Regions from separate parts of the Capsicum annuum genome. Here region 1 is linked to region 2. The links are chromatin contacts, called in public Hi-C maps. All regions are on one chromosome and are shown on one strand. The core of a region is the stretch at or near the end of the contact, and the rest is flanking DNA. Distances in the headings are between cores, read along the strand shown. Region 1 has its middle 14 kb from the start of LOC107856285. Region 2 overlaps LOC124900042 (a long non-coding RNA gene).

What was found. A called contact is a pair of places that touch in the nucleus more often than the background predicts.
Region 1: a Hi-C map of leaf shows a contact between it and region 2, with 2.7 times the contacts expected there. The contact joins two enhancer-like sites. A contact is called at or near these places in 2 of 5 Hi-C or Micro-C datasets (leaf and placenta).

What each region holds. Positions count from the first base shown.
Region 1 is chr7:17,529,955-17,533,034 of UCD10Xv1.1, forward strand. No RefSeq gene overlaps it. Among protein-coding and RNA genes, the nearest start is that of LOC107856285, 14 kb to the right of the region's middle. Within about 2 kb of position 1,412, at least 1 of the 5 cell types and tissues checked has an H3K27ac peak or open chromatin away from gene starts, as enhancers often do.
Region 2 is chr7:17,263,763-17,266,803 of UCD10Xv1.1, forward strand. It overlaps LOC124900042 (a long non-coding RNA gene), which reads left to right. Exons shown (of 2, transcript XR_007057626.1): 2 at 301-607. Among protein-coding and RNA genes, the nearest start is that of LOC124900042, 9.7 kb to the left of the region's middle. Within about 2 kb of position 1,434, at least 2 of the 5 cell types and tissues checked have an H3K27ac peak or open chromatin away from gene starts, as enhancers often do.

The DNA of each region.
Region 1 (3,080 bases), core at 162-2,661, 270 kb after region 2:
GCTTGCATACCAAGTTAAGATTCCTTGGAGAAGAGAAGCCTGGAGTTGGCGGAGGTTGAATAGAAACTTATTCTTGTCCCCTTCCCTTATGTTGTTGAAAGGCATTCTATTTTGCACGTCAAATTAAAATAAGGTCACCTTTTGATTATAGCCAATACAAGAATGCCACGAATGGTGTTTAGCAACCTGAAGCAAATATTTTCCCTATCTATAAAGGGGGACCTTGGGCCACTTAACTGTAAGAAAAGGGGTTCGACTCAATATTCTTGAAGGAATACTTTAGCTACTAATCTAGGTTTGTATCTATCTACCAAGCCATATGCTTTATGCTTGATCTTGTAAATCCATTTGCATCTAATAGCTTTTTCCCCTGCAGGTAATAAGACTAAGTCTTATTACTTTTTCCCTAGGCATTAATTTTTTCCTGTATAGCATCTCTTCAGCAAGAATGATTGGAGGCTTCAGAAAATGATTCAGGTTCATGAGAAGATTGAACTGAGATAAGGTAAGCTCGATGTTTTGGGGAAAACGATTCATAAGCCTTCAACAGGATAAGAAACTTGAGAGAATCGACGAAGGTGAGAGCGGGATCCATAATTTTAGGAAGTGACTGGAAGGGAAGTAACTGGGCTAGACTGCTGGTTTTTTGGAGTAGCCTGACCCTAGGAAAGAGATTGTAATCACCGTCGAGAATAAACATGTTGTGCCGAGTGACAGGAATCCTCTGAGGTCAGCTGAACAGGCTGACAGTCGGCAGAAAATACTAAGCAAAGTTATTGGCATAAAGAGTGAGGCTAATCCGTAGCATCAACTGCAGAAGAATGAGGTTCGAGTTAATGAACAGGAGAAGTCCGTAATACATCTCCATCATCATTCTCCCCCAAGGCTGACTAATTAGTTTAAGAAAAATATGAGGCGACCCTATTAAAGAGAGCATTAAGGATACATGAACTCTCTTGGATTTCACGCCATAGCATATATATATACACATACATACATACATACATACATACATACATACATTATACATACATTATAGAAAAAAATAGACATGAAAAACTACAGTAAATTGACTTTTTTTCTATTCTAATCATCTCCATCATATTTTAGGGAAAAAATATAAAATTATATTTTATTATTAAAAAAGTACACCAATTAATAGAGTAAAAGAAGTTTTAAAAAAATAAGTAAAAACTTAAACAACCCCCACCCACCACCCACCCACCCCCACCCCTACACCCAAAAAAAAAAAAGAAAAAACTAGAAAGCATCAAGAGAAAAAGTAAAGCAATCAAAAAAAATAATTAAAAAAGTAGAATGTAGCAAAAAGAAAAATAGAAGCACCCGCATATGGCTATATATGGGATATAAAATTCCTCCATCATTCGGTTGTCAATACTTTTAACGGAATGTCCATTTCTGTCCTTTTTTTCAAATAATTTAAGACCACCCACGAAATTTTGAAGAAAGGACACAAATAGAACTTTGGCTAAAATTATTGACACAAAAATGACTATTGAGTTTTAATTTCATTTCTAGTTATTTGCTTGCAGCTTTATACAATACAGAAATAAATTTGCCACATATCTTTTATATATATGTATTCTGTGCAATAAAGATACAATTTCTATATGTATCTTATACATATTACATATTTATACAATAATGGTACAAATTTTATGCACATCATATTAAAAGAATGCATATTCTATATAACAATGATATAATTTCTACCCATAAATTCGTTTCTCTATTTTATATATGGATTGTATCAGTATAGTATATGAACTGTATCTGAACTACCTAACTCAAAATGATCCAAATTAGTAAAAGGTTAATTAGTGGAATTAAAATGGTCGGCTGACCACTCCATATTCAATGACCCAAATGTGGCTAATTGTTTTGAGATGGGCTAGCTCGGGTCATTTTTCCAAAACTATCTAAATAACCAAACATCCATATTATATTTATTTATTTTCTCACTACTTTAAATTAATTACATAATACATATATCACTTCTTAACAGTTCTCCCCCGGATACATGCGGTTACATGTTATAACCCTCCTGCCGATACATATGGATATATACAAATTTATCTAAGGTACATGAATCTAGTGCGAATGAACCATATATTTGTACAAGAAAAAAAAATAATCATATATCGAAGCGTCTTAATCGTGTATTCAACTTCTATTTTAGTGGTATGATATTTAATTGAAAAACTAGTGATTGAGGAAGTAATTAGCTTCTATACTAGTGAATTTTCTATTCTTTATCATAAAATTTTCACTTTGGTTTTAAATTTGGAAAAAGTCCATATATAAACAATTAAAGTAATTAGTTTGCGATAAATATAGTCATGAATTTTTGCATAAAAAATAACTCAAAAAAAGTGTCTGCTATATATTGGTAGATCTAGTTCGACTCTTTACATCTACTGCATGCACAAATCTCCACTTCCTTCTTATGGTAAGAATAATTCGTTGTCTTGAGTAATGAATCTTGTTATATAATAATAGGTGATGATTTCAGTTTACAAAAATGTCGCTGTATATGTAATACATATGTAAAGTGTCGATATTATAAAAACAATTATGTAGTGTATCAATATTGTATAAATAGTATATAATCATGTATATATAATGTATAGCTATGCATCAGAGATGTATATATATCCATACATTATTTGTACAAACTTATACATTGCAGTAATTCACCTTGAAATCTAATAGTAAGTGGAGTTTTTCAATCCCGATCAACTCAAAATCTTCTTTAAACAGTCCCAAATTTTAGATATGAGCTCATTTGGATATTTTGAATCATTTGAAATACTATTCAATCAAAATGATTCAGATTTACAATATGTCAATTTTTAAAATCGAGCTTTTTGAAGAAAGTTTATGGCTGAAAGCAATGGAAAAGAAGAAAAGAAGTAGAAGAATGAAGAAAATGAGAAAAAGCAGAAGAAGGAATGAAGAAGAAGTGAAGAAGCTGATGAAATACATGCAGTCGAAGGGCCAATTTCGATAATTAAAAATGACTGAATGGTCAATATATGTAATGAGTGAGTTGTTTTTTT
Region 2 (3,041 bases), core at 184-2,683:
AGTGACTGTGATGATAATTTAGCCATCAGAGAGATGGGAGAATCCTCACCATAGTTTATGCCTAGAAAGGAAAAATTTGACATCGAAGAGAGGATTTTCTGTAAAGGGCTGTTGCCCTCTCTCTTCAAGTCCATGATTTCTTCGCAATTGATTAAAAACCTATAACCTTTTCAGAAGAAAAAAGAACAATAATATTGATTTCCGTGTTATATATATGTATGCTTATTCCAGTTTCTTCTTCTGCTACTGCTACAGCTGATTTTCGCAATTAATTACTTTTATGTCCCTGTAAAATACCAGGTAGAAATGACACAACAAGGAAGCCCCTTTTAATGGGCCATTTGCGAGAATGTTGATTGATCTGAAAAATGGGTTGTGATGCTGATTTTCTTTGCATTGAGAGGATCTGACCCGTAACTTGGCTGGGTGACTCGGCATGGCATCATCTGTAAACCAGTATCTATTAATCGGTATCTACAGCCATGGCGATGTCGCTTTCTTTTTACATGTTAGAACAACAAAACCTGAGCCCTAAAATGTACGACAACTATTTAATGATCAGATCTCGGGAATTGAATTACCCAATTATGTTCAGTTTTTTTTGAAACACCCCATTTTAGATGCAGTGCTCTATCAAGTTTTAGCTCAAAAATGAGGTAATTGGAGTAACAAAAAGGATTTTTCATGGTTGTTGACCATCGCCTGTATGCCAGTGATTTATCTTTAGCTTTAATCAGCTGCCTTTTTAGCATGTGTATGAGGTATGTATGTATGTATATATGTGTGTGTGCGTCTGTTCTGTCTCTCTATCTGTGTCTACTTTGATCCGGTGTGGATGCATTTTCAGAGAACTTAAAAAGCAAAAGCATACGAACGGGATAGTTGAGAAACTTATAAGCTCTCTGGTTAAAGTATCTCTTATAAATCAGAGTGTTCTATAGAAATATGGAGGTTCAACCCACTATTAAGAATGAGGCCAACAGAGGAAAGGGAATTCTTTGAGGGTGGTTTCCCGTGTAGAGTATGCAGAGCAACCCAAATGAATGAAAGAAACATATACCGGCAATATTGTCTATAAAGAAGTATTAGGTGAGAATTGTTTCATTACATTATTATATAACATCAATGATTTAAATAATTATTAGTTTTAACTACAATATAAATTTTCACCCGTATATGGACTTATTGTTACAACAAAATACATGACAAAACTCATCAACATGGAAAAAGCAAAATATTTTTTTTTACTATATTCATTCATCTATACTTTCATATCATTTTTATTAAATAAATCACAACGATTTTATTTACAATGAAAGTGCTAACTCTAATGTTTGACAATAAAGACACATTTAACAAGACTCACGTGCAACGCACGTGTCGTGACACTAGTATGACTAAATGAGTGAACTTGATTCCAATATAACAGGTTCATTTGGGTTGAAATCCGTCTGAGATAATTCATACATTAACAATGAGCATCACTTTCAGAGTTGACAATGACATTTCAGCCGCTTTCACTTAAATGTAAATTACGAATTGAAACATGTAGATACAAATATGTTCTGAGTTATCTGTCGAGTCCTCATCTAAATGCCAAATTGTGACACTCCAAACTCATCATAATGGATAGAAAGGCATTCACTTTTTAGGTACATTGAACTCTTGCTACAATGGAAAAAAAATAATAGGAAAGATGACATTAAACTTAAAACGTTGTCTTATCACATTAGAAAAAAATGCGTACCTCTTTTCTTAGGATGGTCAAATGAACAAAGTGTGAAATTTTTACTTCATATCTTAGTAGGTGTCTTTATGATTTCAAATTGTTCAGACCCAATGAAATTTATACAACTATATCAACCAAGGTCATTCACTCAAAATAAAAAGAGGTTCACACAAATGATACTGCAACGCTTGTGTCTCACAAAGTCTCCCCCAAACGAAACTCTCAAACCCCTAGGACTACATTATGGATGCTAGAAGAATGGAGTTTCTGTTTATAGAGTCTATAACCTTTTCCTACAAGAACAAGGATTAGCCTAATATGGAGAATATGTTTTTCTTTTCCTAAAAGGAAACTCAATTATGGTACTTAAAGGAAAACCCAATTATGGTAAGAAATTCAGGACAAACACCAACAATTCTCCCTCTTGGCCTGAATTTCTAATAAAATAAATTTGTTCCACCTTCTTTATGTAGTCTTCAACAAGTTAAATCTCCATCTCAAAAATCTCCTCCATTAAATCTTGCCTCTGCACATAGTAACACTTTGATAAAATTTCTTGAACCAAAATCTTCGTTATCATCTAATAGGTTACGACTAGAACTGAATCCGCCAAGATGAAGACCCAATTTTAACCTCGCTCTGATACCACTTGTTAGGACCGAAATAATCAGGTGTCATGCGAAATCTAACAAAGCAAACCTCGAAAGACCATGAATAAAAAGATAAATGAGAAATACACCAAAAGAGACACAAGAATTTAACATTGTTCAGTCTATCGACCTACATCCACAAAAGGAGATAAGCAATCCATTATATAAAAGAGAGTACAAATTGTCAAGAAAGACAATCTCACATAATTCACTCAAAATAAAAATAGGTTTAACAAGTGATACCGCAATGCTTGTGTCTCACAAAGTCTCCCCCCAAATGAAACTCTCAAACCCCTAGGACTACATTGTGGATGCTACAAAACTAGAAGAAAGGAGCCTCTATTTATAGAGTCTATAACCTTTTTCTAAAAAATAAGGATTATCCAAATATGAAGAATAAAGATAAAAAGAAAGCTCAAAAATCGAAGAGAAACCAACCAGAAAAGTTCGGTAAAGCCAGTTTTGTTAAAGATATTGGTAGTGATTGAGAATTCTTTGTAGTTTCTGATGGTAACTCCAAACCCTGTAAGGATTGGATTCTTGATTCAGTTTGCACGTTTCATATGTGTCGCAATCGGAATTGATTTACAACATATTAAATAGTCTCTAAAGGTGTTGTGTTAATGGGAAATAATACACCTTGTAAGATAGTTGGTATTGGA